Linked DNA regions of Mus musculus: region 1 is linked to region 2. Evidence: chromatin contacts called from public promoter capture Hi-C data. All regions are on one chromosome and are shown on one strand. Each heading gives the region's core, a stretch centred on a gene start, on an enhancer-like site or on the middle of the called end of the contact. The rest is flanking DNA. Distances are from core to core; before and after follow the strand shown.

What was found. Promoter capture Hi-C pulls out the DNA fragments that hold promoters and counts their contacts.
Region 1: a contact with region 2 is called in a promoter capture Hi-C map of embryonic stem cells, with 2.5 times the contacts expected there. The contact joins the promoter of She here to the promoter of Efna1 in region 2. A contact is called at or near these places in 3 of 39 promoter capture datasets (cranial neural crest, embryonic stem cells and hippocampal neurons).

Annotation. Positions count from the first base shown.
Region 1 is chr3:89,826,560-89,833,237 of GRCm38.p6, reverse strand. It overlaps She (src homology 2 domain-containing transforming protein E), which reads right to left and starts at 1,868. Exons shown (of 6, transcript NM_172530.3): 1 at 1,135-1,868. The coding sequence starts at 1,734.
Region 2 is chr3:89,276,927-89,283,366 of GRCm38.p6, reverse strand. It overlaps Efna1 (ephrin A1), which reads left to right and starts at 3,722. Exons shown (of 5, transcript NM_010107.4): 1 at 3,722-3,916. The coding sequence starts at 3,825.

The sequences.
Region 1 (6,678 bases), core at 619-3,118, 550 kb before region 2:
GCCGCTTCCACATCCATCTCCCCATGGCTCTGCTCAGTGCCCACCACAGGATAGACACACTAAGCATCTCTGTAATTGCCTGGACGAAGAAATGAACAGAGGTGCCCAGTATATGCCACCTCACAGGGGCCACAAGTTCCTGACTGTCTAAGGAGGCAGCTTGCTTAAATCCCTTCCCCGGGAAGGGTTTGCTCAGGCTGAAGCCTAAGATCTGGGAGCGAGCTCTTCTCTCTCCCATTTCTCACAGGAGAGAAACCCAGCTCTGCTCTACAAGCCGGGCAGTGGTGGCTCACGCCTTTAATCCCAGCACTTGGGAGGTGGAGGCAGGTGGATTTCTGAGTTCGAGGCTAGCCTGTTCTACAGAGTGAGTTCCAGGACAGCCAGGGCTACACAGAGAAACCCTGTCTTGAAAAACAAAACAAAACAAAACAAACAAAAAGGATGGAGAGAATAGGTTCACCTTTCCCACACTGGACAGGACCCAGAAGCCCTCTGGTGACGAATGTGCAGGAAACACCTTCTTCTCTCCTGATCTGTAATTTCCTTAAAGACATTTCCTTGCTATGGACTGTGCCCCCCCCCCCACCACATCCCTTAGTGTCCATGGCGAGTACTTATATGGCTACAGTACAATAAACAGAATGAATGTACAGTACAGCCACAGAATGAATGGAAGCCTTTGCCGCTTGCACAGCAGCTGAAACTGAGTGGCTGGAAGATGGGCAACCTGCGCTTCACAGTTCACGGGCTACCGATGTTTTGCATACTCAGGCGGCGTAAGCCTTACAGAAGTCTAGCTTGATAGACCCCTCGATGTCAAACATGAAAACAAGAACCACAGTACACCACACCCATTGGAAGGCCAGTTCCTTTCCCTTCCCTTCGACTGCTCTTTGAAACAACTAACAAAAACCAACCACAACAAACCTTGCTGTCAAGGTCTCCAGTGAGTTTTGAAGAGTCACTTGGGAGTCAGAATGAATACAGAGGAAGGCCTTAGAAAACATCTTCAACTTCACTTATGCCTAATGAATATTGGGGTTCATCAGGTTCCCATGCGTCCTTCCCCGCCCCCCCCCCCCAAGCCCTTCCAATTCCACAACTGAGAGGAGGATAGAGATGCTGTGTTCTTACCGTGTCTTGCTGTCTCATTATCTTGGCCTTGTCCAGCTCAGGGCCCAGGGAGGACGGGGAAGAGGACGCAGAGGAAGAGGAGCTGCTGGAGCTGCTGGTGCTGCCACCGCCCGGGTAGGCGCTCTTCCCATTCTTCTCCTGCGTGTCCACCTTGATGAGCCTACTGATGTAGGTGCTGCAGCCCGCGCTCTTGGTCACCGCGCCACGGTGGGGCTCCTCCTCGGTGGCGGTGGCGGTGACCCGGGAGTTCTTACGGCCTTTGCCAGCAGCGGCCTGGATCAGACCCTGCAGGCTGTCCCGGGACAGCCGACTGTCCTTTGGGGGTCCGCTGCTCGCCTTGCTGGCCCCCAGCTCGGCCGCTGAGTTCTTCCGGCCCTTGCCCGGGGTGGGCGCCGCGCCGCCAGTCTCCGAGTTCTTGCGCGGCTTGCCGCCGGCGCCCCCGGGCCGGGCGCGCTCCGACGCGGTCTTCAGAGTAAGCGGGAACTCCTTGAACCATTTCGCCGCCATCAGGGGGCCCGGGAGCGTCGAGGCCGCGGAGCAGAAGAGTGAGGAGGCCCAGCTGAGACACCGTGGGGCGCCAGGGGCCGGGGGCCGCCGCATTCCCCGGGGCTGGACGCTGGAGGCCGCCGCGAGGCTCCGGGCCGCTAGACGCGCGCGCCTGGCAGGGTGGCACCCGCTCGGCCCGAAGCTAGACGGGCGCAGTGATCGGACCGCCGTGTTCTCTGCGCTCCACCGCTTGGGGCTGCCGGGCGCCGGGGCTTCCCCTGCCTTTCCTCCCGAGGTGGGCGAGGCCGAGCCCACGGAAGCCCCCGGCAGCCCTGCCCACCCTAACTGGGACGATGGCGGCCGCAGTGCCCCGGCGCCCGCCCCGCGGTGGACGCACAGGACGGAGGACGGACGCGCCCCTCCCTCGCCGGCGCCGGGGCCCCCGCGTGCGCACCGAGTCCAACACTGCCCCCATCTCTGCAGACGGGACGTGTGCGGGGATCGTGGCCAGGAGTCGCGCTCGAGAACAAGGATCGGGAGCGCCCGCGCGGCTTCCCTCGCTCTCCGGTTCCGCACGTTCGTCGGGGGCGCGTGGAACCCCAAGCTGGACGCGGCGGGCGAAGGCTCGAAGTTCGACCGGGCGGCTCTGAGGGCCGCGCAGGTATCGCTCTGGCTGCAGGACCAGAGAGGGGTCCCACCAACCCCAGGCACTGTTGGGAGAAGAGCTTGGAGGTCCCCGACCCGCGCCCTCCTGCGAAGACGCCTCAGCTACTTGATTCTCACACTACTTGATTCTCTCCTTGTCGCTCTTTCTTCAAAGCAATTTCAAAGGTTTTTGTTATTGTTGTTAAAAAGATTAAATATGAAAAACGATTACATATGAACATGAAATGAAATCTTCTCCTTTCAGACACAAAACCCGGCAGTTGTTTACAGGTCTTCACTGGTAGACCTGCGGACTTTTGAGACAGAAAATGTATCTTTTCTCTCTCTGGATAAAGGCCAAAAGCCCTAAGCCGGCTTGACCTGGTTCTCTTATGGTGCTGCTGTCCACCCCCACCTTCTCCTTCCCCTCTCTGTCTCCTCTCCTACCCACTTCTCTCCTCCCTTCTACTCCTCCAATAGCAGCCTATGGAATCCTAACTTGCCTCGGTGTATTAGAAGACGACCTCAGACTATTGCGTGATGGCAAAGGGTGTCACCACTGTGAATTTCATGTGGTGCTGTGGATGACAGCCCGGGCTTGGAGCATGTTAGACAAGCACTCTACCAACCGAATTACATCTTCAGCCCCATGCAGCTTTTGGTAGACTTCAATTACTGATCTCCATTCCTCCTATCCATCCTTCTTTTAGCTACCAAGAGTTTACAGTTTTCCTGCTCTGCCATTTTTCTCTCAAACTCTAATAAAATTGTCTTCTAACCTCAAAGTAAAAGATAAAACAATACCATTATACAACAACAGCCCTAAATGTGGTCCAGAGTCTCATGCAGCAGGTTTGAAAACCCAAGCTACAAGCTGCGGGGGTCGGATAGCACCAGCCACCATCAGCTTGTGGATGGTACTTGGTGGAAGAAATGTAAGCTCACCTTGACCGTTCAGATGCTGGAAATGCATCTTAGCTTAAATTGAGGTATAATTTAGATGCCATGAAATTCAGCTGTTTAATATGGAATTTTTAATACATTGAAGTCTCACTAGTAGTCTGATTTTAAGGCATCCACCCAAGAGGTGAGGAGATAGCTCAGTTGATAACATACTTGGCAGGTAAGCATGAGAGCCTGACTATGAACCTCTGCACCCGCAAAGAAGAGCGGTGGGAGTCATACCCTTTCTTTCAATCCCAGTGCTGGTGAAGCAGAAAAACAAAGTGCACATTGATGAGGAAGGACATTCAAGGCTGACTTCTGGCCTGCATACACTTGCAAACATGTCTACCACCACACTTGAATACTCATACACATACCCTAAAAAAAAAAAATCACCTTTCCAGAAAGAAACTTGTATTTATCAGCAGCCCCTTCTCATGCCCTCTCCATGGGCGGTGTATTATACCTGTGTTTCTCTAGTGGCTGTCTCACATCAGAGAGGCCAGGAACCTGGTAGCTGCTCAGCCTACCAGGCTGAATATCTCATCACCCCAGCCTGGCCCAGGAGGCCTGGTGGATTCCTAGAGGGCTTATGGTTTGAATCTGTGCTGGAAGCTGGGAGAAGCTGGTTTTAACACTAGCAAAGGCTGGATGGACTTGTGAACAGAGTGAAGGCATGCAGGCAAAAGGCCAGCAGCTTCCAGTAGGTGCACCCACATTTAGCACCATCAAGAGAGTTCCTCGTGGGAGTGCTGAACTGCTTGCCTTTTAGTTGGTTCCAGACCCAATCAAGTTGACAACAGAGTCTGGCCTCACCATCTGTTTGGTTTTTACATGTTTGACCGTTCTAAAAGTTTCATATCATTGGGACCACACAGAGGACCTTTTCTGTCTGCCAGTCCTCAGAGTGCCCTCTTTGAAATCCATGTCCATTGAACATGTGTGTGCTTCACTCATTTTATATTGTCCAGTGATATTCCATTGTACGGTGCCCACGTGCCAGCCGATAACACGTGGCTCATTCCCACTTTTTAGCTGATAGAAAGATGCTATAAAAGCCAAATGGTGGTGGCACACACTTTTAATCCCAGCACTGGGAAGGAAGAAGCCAGTGGATCTCTGAGAGGCCAGCCTGGACTACAGAGCAAATTCCAAAACAGCCGGAGCTACACAGAGAAAGCCTGTTTTGGAAAAAACAAAACAAAACAAACTTTGAATCTTCACAAATGAGCCCTTACATGGATATATGTAATTTCTCAAGACTTGAATGGCCGAGTCACATGGTAATTCACTATTTTAACTTTTTGAGAACGGTCAACCTTTTCAGACTCTACATCTTACTACATGAGTAGCATGCCAGGGCTCTCCACACCCTGGACACTCACTGGAGGCTGGCTCTATTCTGCACGTCTCTAATAGCTAGAACTGTGGAGCATTAGCTAGCTGTAGAGCACTTGTCTGAAACCAAGAACTTGGAAAACAGAGGCAGGAGGGCATGGAGTTCAAGGCCAGCCACCTAAGAATCTGTCTTAGTTATGGTCCTATTGTTGCGAAGGGAAACAATGACCAAGACAATTTATAAAATAAAGCATTTAGTTGGGAGTTTGCTTACAGTTTCAGAGGGTTATTCCATTATTATCATGGTGGGGAGTGTGGCAGGCAGGCAGGCAGGCATGATGCTGGAATAGTAGCAGGGAGACTAGGCTGGGCATGGGCTTTTGCAGCCCTCAAAGCCCACTCCCCAGTGACATACCTCGCTCAACAAGGCCACACCTCCTAATCCTTCCCAAACAGTTCTACAAGCTGGTGGCCAAGCATTCAAATACACGAACCTGTGGGGGGTCATTCTCATTCAGAAATTAGAAAGAAAGAGAGAGAGAGAGAGAGAGAGAGAGAGAGAGAGAGAGAGAGAGAGAGAGGAAGGAAGAAGGAAGGAAGAGAGAGAGAAAGAAAGAGAGAAGAAAGGGAGAAAGAAAGAAAAAGAGAGAGAGAAAGAAAGAAAGAGAGAGAGAGAGAGAGAAGAAAGGGAGAAAAAGAAAAGAAAAGAAAGGAAAAAGAAAGAAGCAAAGAAAGAAACAGAGAAAGCAAGGAAGGAAGGAAGACCCTCTGCTACTCATATATTTTTGGGAAAAGATTAATCAGGTTGCTTGCTGCCTCTTGGTTTGCCTTATTACTGACTTGGAAAGTTCTTCACATATTCTTACATTTAGAAAACAAGCAAGGACCAGAGAGATGGCTCAGTGGGTAAAGAAAGGTACTTGCTACCACATCCGACAACCTCAGTGCCATCCCTGAGACCCACCTACACAGGAGAAGAGAGAACTGATTCCTGCAAGTTCTTGACCACACACACACACACACACACACACACACACACACACACACACACACAATCAATCAACCAACCAATCAATCAATAAATCAATCAATTAGTTAAAGAATTAATAAACAGCAAAAAAGAGAAACAAATGAAACATAAGAAATGTCTTCTGACCCAGTATTAGAAGTGGAGGGAGCTCAGGATTTGAAGTCAGTAGGTGAGATTATAGACTGCCAGGAAAAAAAAGAAACAGACAGCAAGGCTATTATAGGTTTCTGAGAAGAAATCCTAGGGAAATAGTTCTCAAGATGTGGGTTGCGACCCCTGGAAGGGCCCTCTTACGCGTATCATACTTCATAACTTCAGCGTATCATACTTCATAACTGAAGTAGCAATTAGCTATAGGTAATGAATTGTTATGCAAATGCCTGTGTTTTCCAATGGTCTTAGGTGACCCAAAGGGGTCTCAACCTACAGTTTGAGGACCAAGGCCCTAGAGGATCATGGAGAAATGACCAGGTTCTGGTCTCTGAACTTTTGTGCCTCCTTTTTTTGGGTTTTGTTAGGGATTATATAAGTTGTGAAAGAACCGCACATCCTGATACCAGGCAGGCCAGTGAGGCATCTTTGAAGGTTTTGGCTGGTCTGTGCTTATGAGGTCTTGGTGCCTGTCCTAGTCCAAAAGACTATATATATTTCCATGGTTCAATGGGAAGTTTGGGTGAACAGTCTGTGTCCAGTTTTTCCCATAAACTTCTTCACTCATTCCTAAGTATTTTATTAGCTACTTTTAGCTTTATTCAGAGTATTTGCAGCTAAAGCAGTTGTTTCCTCCTACAGCTGGGGACATTTTAGAGGAAAATGTTTCTCTTTTAATATGTAACATTGTAGCTGGGCCTATGGTGCAAGCAAGTAACCCCAGAACGTGGAAGTTAAAGGCTGGACTATCAAGTCTTTAAGGCCATCTTTGACTACCTACTGAGCGCAAGGCCATCCTGGGCTTCAGGAGACCTAGTCACAGAAAAAAAAGAAAGAAAGAAAGAAAAGAAACAAAGCAATTGTTGAGGTTTGGCCTCTTGCTATTTACTGTAATGCTGAATTCTGCACCAGAAGGTCTAGGCCTATAAATGAATGAATTCTTATACTTA
Region 2 (6,440 bases), core at 2,473-4,972:
GGCGCCCATGCACTAATGCAGCCTTCTCAGGCATGGTGTCCGGGTCCTTCACAACATGATCCCTACACCAGCGCCTGTCTCCTCTCCTACCATGCCACCAGATTAGGAGGCTGTGGTAAGTGGACGGTGAGTTTAAAGCCAGCCCATGGACACCAGGGAACGTAGACCAGTATTAGAGGGTTTGTCTCCAATGATGGGATTAGAATCCTGGTCCTCTGGATGGGCAGCCAGTGATTTTAACTGCTATGCTTTGTCTCCAGCCCCTTAACTCATGCCTGTAATCCCAGCATTCAGGAGGCAGAGGAAGACAGATCTCTGTGAGTTTGAGGCCAGCCTGGTTTATCTAATGAGTTCCAGAACAGCCAGGGCTACATATTAATGATACCCTATCTTAAAAAACAAACAAACGAGCCAGGCGTGGTGGCGCACGCCTTTAATCCCAGCACTCGGGAGGCAGAGGCAGGCGGATTTCTGAGTTCCAGGCCAGCCTGGTCTACAAAGTGAGTTCCAGGACAGCCAGGGCTACACAGAGAAACCCTGTCTTGAAAAACAAAAAAAACAAAAACAAACCAAAAAAACAAACAAACAAACAAACAAACAAAACCCCAGCAAGACAACACCCTCATTAGAAGCTCGTTTCTTTACCCCCCTGTATGTGCACACATTTACTCTGTGTACAGATGGTGAGAGACTGTAGACTTTACTTTTCTAAATTACCTTCAGAGTGAGGCAGAAACGCTCCAAATTCAGGGCCCACTGTTCTACTGCCTCATCCAAGGACCCAGAGATGCCCTGGGGTCTGAAGCATCCAGTCAGGCTGCTGAGTGTTGGTGGCTGCTCTAGTCTGGAAAAGTTGCCTTCGGCTAGGCAGTACTCTCTGTGGGAACAGGATCGCCCCACCCCTACCCAGCACACCCAGAGTTAACCCTACCCCCAAAAAATTCCCAGAAGAAATTCACAGATGGGTTTTCCCCAGACAGACAGCTCATACATATTTGCCACTTAGCACAGATGTTTGCCTGGGGATGGAGTGCTGAGAGACAACGCAGGTACACAACTTTAGGGTAACAGGTAGCCCCAAACAAAGCCAGACACGCCGGGGCGAGCTAGAACTGAGATGCCCAGGAGGCCTAGATTTTATTCTGTGTTCTGAAGTCCTTCCTATTGTCTGTGTCCGCATCTCACAGAGCCGGAAACTCTCCTCTCTGCCCACCAGGCGGCGCAGCGGTTCCAGGAGCACTGCGAATGTGTTGCGGGACTGAGTCTCAGCACTTAGCAAGATTGTTTTGCCAAACTTATTTCCTTTACTACTCAAGTCCAGGAAAACATGTGCCCAAACGTAAGTTCACTATCGACTTCAGGACTCCCGGAGGGAGAAGACTTTATCTTAGCCTCATCCTTGCGGCCTAAGGTGCAATATCCAGCCAAGGGGTAGCCTAAACAGATGAGCTACCTCTAAAAGCGCAAAAACATGGATAGGATCAAGGCCTGAAGTGAAAATGCTGGAGATCATCCTAAGCCAGAGGCTCTGCGTCCAGTCAGTGCCCAGGTTTCAGCCACCCTCTCCATCCAGTTTGCTCCAGCCTCACACTCAGGCAGGCAGGAGGTGGGCACGTCCTCCCTAGGCTGAGCGGAGGGAGATTGGCTGCCAGCAGAGGTGATCCGGACCAAAGCCATCTTCCCCGGGGGCAATTTTGGGCTATTTTCTCTAAAGATGTTACACTATCTAACTCCTCTTTGAGTTTCACAGCAGCCACAAGTTTGCACCTTTAGAGTGAGTGATATTACTCAACAATGACCGGCTACTGTTATTGCTTGCGCCGGGCACTAAGCAGAGAACAGAACCAAACCCTATGAAGTAAAGGAACCCTCGTGGTGTGTGTGGGAGACTTTCACCTTGGTGTTCCTCCAGGTGAGCAAAAAGCGCGTGAGGTGCTTCCCTAGGGCAGCGGATAAACTTCGAACCCGGAAGGAGGGACGAGCCGCACGCATGGGACTCAGGCACGTCGCCTAGGGCAGGTTGCGCACCGGTGGCGTATGCTTGAGTAAAGACGGACCCTGACCCTAGTGCGGGGTTACGGGGCGCGGCACCTAGTTGGAGCTCAGTAAATATTTATGGTGAGAGCGACAAGCAGGGCCCACCTCCTAGGAGGGAAGGAGGAAAGCCAGAGCCCTCCTCAATTCCTGGCTCCTCCCCTGCAGGCTCAGCACCGAGCTGGCCACGGCGTCCTGGCCCGATGTAATTACAGGGTCTGCCGCCAAGCCTGGCCGTAAAAAACCGGGATGAAACGGCCTGGAAGCCTCGGAAGCTGGGCCGGACCCTGCAAAGAGCCCCGGGTCCGCGCCTTGCCCTGATGCGCAGCCGCAAAGAAGAGAGACCAGGGACAGAAACCCCCGCCCATCACACCCTGCAACGCACACGGGCTCACCGCCACACACGCAAACTACCAAGCACTCAGCTTTTGACTTTACGGCTCCAAGAATGCACTCGAGCCTAATCAAACACCTGCCCGCCAGCTCCATCTCAGGCGCAGACGCCGCCAACCCCTCTCCAGACAGCTGCTGATTCGAGAGGTGAATTCCTGCAGGGTTGTTTACATGGAGAGGGGGAGGGGTTCTGAGCCTGGTACTGAGAGCCCACCGACTGGAAGACCCAAGTCAGACTCAGTCAAACACAGCCGCCCAAACTACCCCCCACTCCAATCCACCCCCGCTGCACGCCCAAACACGTTTCTCCTCTTCTTCACACACTGTTCACAAACATTAGCATATGTATGTCAGGCGTTTCACACGCTTCCACACACAAGTGTCTTTACACCTACCCGCCATCACACGCATTTACACACGCCATATGTACATGTGTCAGGTCGGTTAGTTTGTCACTCTTCATGACCATATTCCCACATTCCATCTGCAAGCGCGCATTCGCTCAAGACACACGTGAAATGTATAAACAGGTCATTAGCGTACGTTGGCGCTATTGAAAATATTAGGAACATCCCCCCCTACAGCCCCTGAGCCCAACTATGAGTTCTCGCATAAAGTACTGATGGACTGAGTAGCCCTTAGCCCTGGCCGCACACGTTACACGCTCGATCACACACAACGTCGCACTTTATTCCCGGCATCTAAGCGATGACACAATCTCTTGAACAAAGACAACATTGACAAACCCAACAAAAACAAACAGCCGCGTCTGTGTGGGGAGGGGCAGCCAAGCCAGAGTCAAGGCATGGGGGAGTGTTGCTGGGGGGGCGGGGGGAGGAGGGGGTCACGAGAGAGTGTGAGAAGGCGAGTGCGCGGGCCTGGGTGTGAATCTCAGGAAAGGTGTGGTTATATCCCCCCACCTCACACCCTGACAAGATTGGCGCCCCGCGCTGCAAAGCCAAGTCCTGAAGCCACTGGTTCCCAGACCCACACGTATAAGTTCTTCCATTTTTCCAGCTTGCTATGGCTTTCAGTCCCACAAAGCCAACAGAGCCTCACATAGACACCCCCACCCCCACACCCGTAAGTGAGCACACACAGCTATGGGAGGATCTGTGCAGACCCCGGAGCGCTCTCCGTCGCTGAGATATGGGAGTCCTTCCTCCCAGAGTCTTTTTCCCTTCCTCCACCTCCAACGTAGCCATCAAGCCCTGGGGCAGCGCGCGTCGGGCGGGGCGAGGGCGGGGCTGGTGTTGGCGGCGCCAGCCCAAAAGGCGGAGTCGAGCAGCGAAGAGGCCAGATTTGTGATCGTGGTGCCTACTGTACCGTGGAGAAGCCTGTGGGAACCTTACACTGCAGAGCTCTCGTCCTGGCCTGGCTCGGCCCGGCCCCGCGCTATGGAGTTCCTTTGGGCCCCTCTCTTGGGTCTGTGCTGCAGTCTGGCCGCTGCTGACCGCCACATCGTCTTCTGGAACAGTTCAAATCCCAAGTAAGCCCTGAGACTCCCTGGCAGCCTGGGTGCCGGGTTGGCAATGGCCTTTCGCAGGGTAACTGTCCCTGCCAACCCCTGGCCTGCGCCTAGGAGAGGTGGCCAGGGATGGGTTGGACTCTATAGCTCCCCACCTCCGTCTGTATCTCCCCTTACTACCTGGCAACAGCCGACCAGGGCAGAAACCTGCTCATGCCTGCTCGCACAGGCGCTGGCTGTTTCAGCCCTCTCTTTCTGCCCTCTGGCATCTCATCACTCTAAAGTAAGGCTCTCCTGCTGGGCACTCCTGCCTTGAGAATTGGAACGTTGGCCCTGGCCTCCGGGGCTCTCTAAGTCCCCCCATGAAACTTCTGTGCACTCTCATTTTTGTGTGCCACTTGGGCGTTTGTATACTAACAGGCACCTATGGACGTCAAGAGTAAGCACAGCGCTCAGGGAGCCTTGGAAAGAACCTCCGTAGGAATCTAGGTTTTGGGCATTAGATATTCATTCTGTGTTTAAGATGACCCTGAAGAGTGCCTCCAAGGTTGGGGGGGGCATAAATTAGGCACATGCTGTGTATGGGTCGACCGAGGGAGTGGCTGAGGTGGTCACACTAAGGGACTGGTAAGAGGAGTGTCGCTGGGAAGCTTGGGGAGGAGCAGAGTGGGGCTTCACAGGGCTACAAAGGCTGTAACAGGAAGGAGGTAATTTCTCCGGAGCAGGTTTTAGGGCTATGAAGCAAATGGTATTGAGAGGAAGACACTGTCGGGCCCTTTGTTCTTGCCCTTGAGTTTCTTCAAGTTATGAGAAGAGTGTTAGGGCCAAACCTAAGAGGGGGATATGGTGGAACAAGAAGAGGTGAGAAGTCGAGGCCACAGAATGCCACTAAACCCCTCCCTCCCAGATCCAGTGAGCCTGCCTCCCCTTCCCCTGAGAGAGATGCTGGGCCAGTTTCCTCTGGCACTGCCTATTGAGGGTCTGTTGTCTAGGGCATGTCGGAGGGCAAGATAGAGCCAGCTGCCACCCTAAAGGCACTGTCTTCCTGGCCCTGGAGTGCTGCTGCGCCCCACCAGCCCTTGCGCCTGCCCTTGCGCCTGCCCCTTGCCTTCCTGACCTAGTCCTGCCCTAGTAGTGGGAAAGAGCAAAGTCCCTGTTTATGCCCATGCCAGGTGTCGGCTGAAGGAGGAGGAGGGGACGGGAAGTCATGAGTAGGGAGGGGGGAACCCTGGCCTTTTCCGTTCCCAAGCTCCCAGGTTTCCTCTCTTTCAGGAAGGAGCCTCTTCCTTGCCCCCCTCCCTGTCTACTCCACCACTAATAGAGCCCCCTTTTCCAAATGGAGACTTAAGTGTCACAGGCAGGTTAAGTGTAGGAGATAGTACGCTAAGTATAGCTTCAGCCCTGGCCCTCTGGACACACACATAACCCTGTCTTATTTACAGCCACAGGAAAGCCAGTCTAGAGTGGAGGTCATGGGCGGTCTAGCCAGGCCCAGCTTGGGGGAAGAGATGAGGTGGCAATGAACAGGGCGGGTGTAGGGTTGCATAGGTGACTCAGGGTAGTGGGCATTAATCCTGGGCTCACCAGGCTCCAGGCAAAGGCAGTGGCAGAGAAAGGTGCCACTGTGAGCTAGGCCCTGGTCCTGGAGAGACAGATACTCAGCTATCAGATTTCTCTGCCGCTTTTGCCCGGAGGCCAACACTGGGGCAAACCAGTCCTGGGCTGCCCTGGGGTCCTGGGGGCTGCTCACTTTTGACGAGGTAAAATTTCACAGGCTCTCAAGAGCGCCTGGGCGGGTAGCGAGGTGGATGAGGCACGAGTGAGTCAGTGCCCATCACGGGAATAGGGGAAAGACGCCAGGCCCAGAGCTGAAATACCTGTTCTGAAATGGCTTCTATGTTTATCTCTCCAGAGAGGAATTTTAAAAGCCTCCCTCTGCTTCTCTCTCTCTACCCCCCCCCCGTGGGGGAGGGGCCCAGAAAGTCTCATTTTAGAGGCTGCAAGCAGTTGCAAGGCCAGGCCTCTAAGGGGTCATGATGACTGGGTAGTGGGTGGCCACCGTGGAACCCCACCATCACCATGGGCACCACCCATGCCAAGGACTCGGGTTGAAAGCAAGTTGGCAGGCAGCTCTGCTGAGCCTCTCCCTGGCAGAGCTTGGGGGAATTCAGAGAAGCTGCCTGGCTTTCAGTGGGAGGGGGGAAGCACTTTCCTGCTGCTGAGACCCTACCCAGGCTGGAGCCAGGTGTCTGGAGCTCAGTGGGAGGGGCCGGTGGGCAGTCAGGCTGGAGCCTGCAGGGCTTGGGGGGACCAACGGGGGAGAGGAACTGGCTCCACCTGGGGAGGAGGGAAGAGCTGGGGCAGCCTCAGGTCTAAGAACCACAGCGTTTCATCAGGGGAAGGCGAAATTGTTACTCTTGGAGATAAAATCACAGAGATTTTCAGGAGTGAGAAAGTGGAACGAGGAGATCAGGACACAAATCCGAGTAACAGGAAAGGGAGGTTTGAGGGACACTGAGAGAGTTTGATTATCTGTGAATCTGTT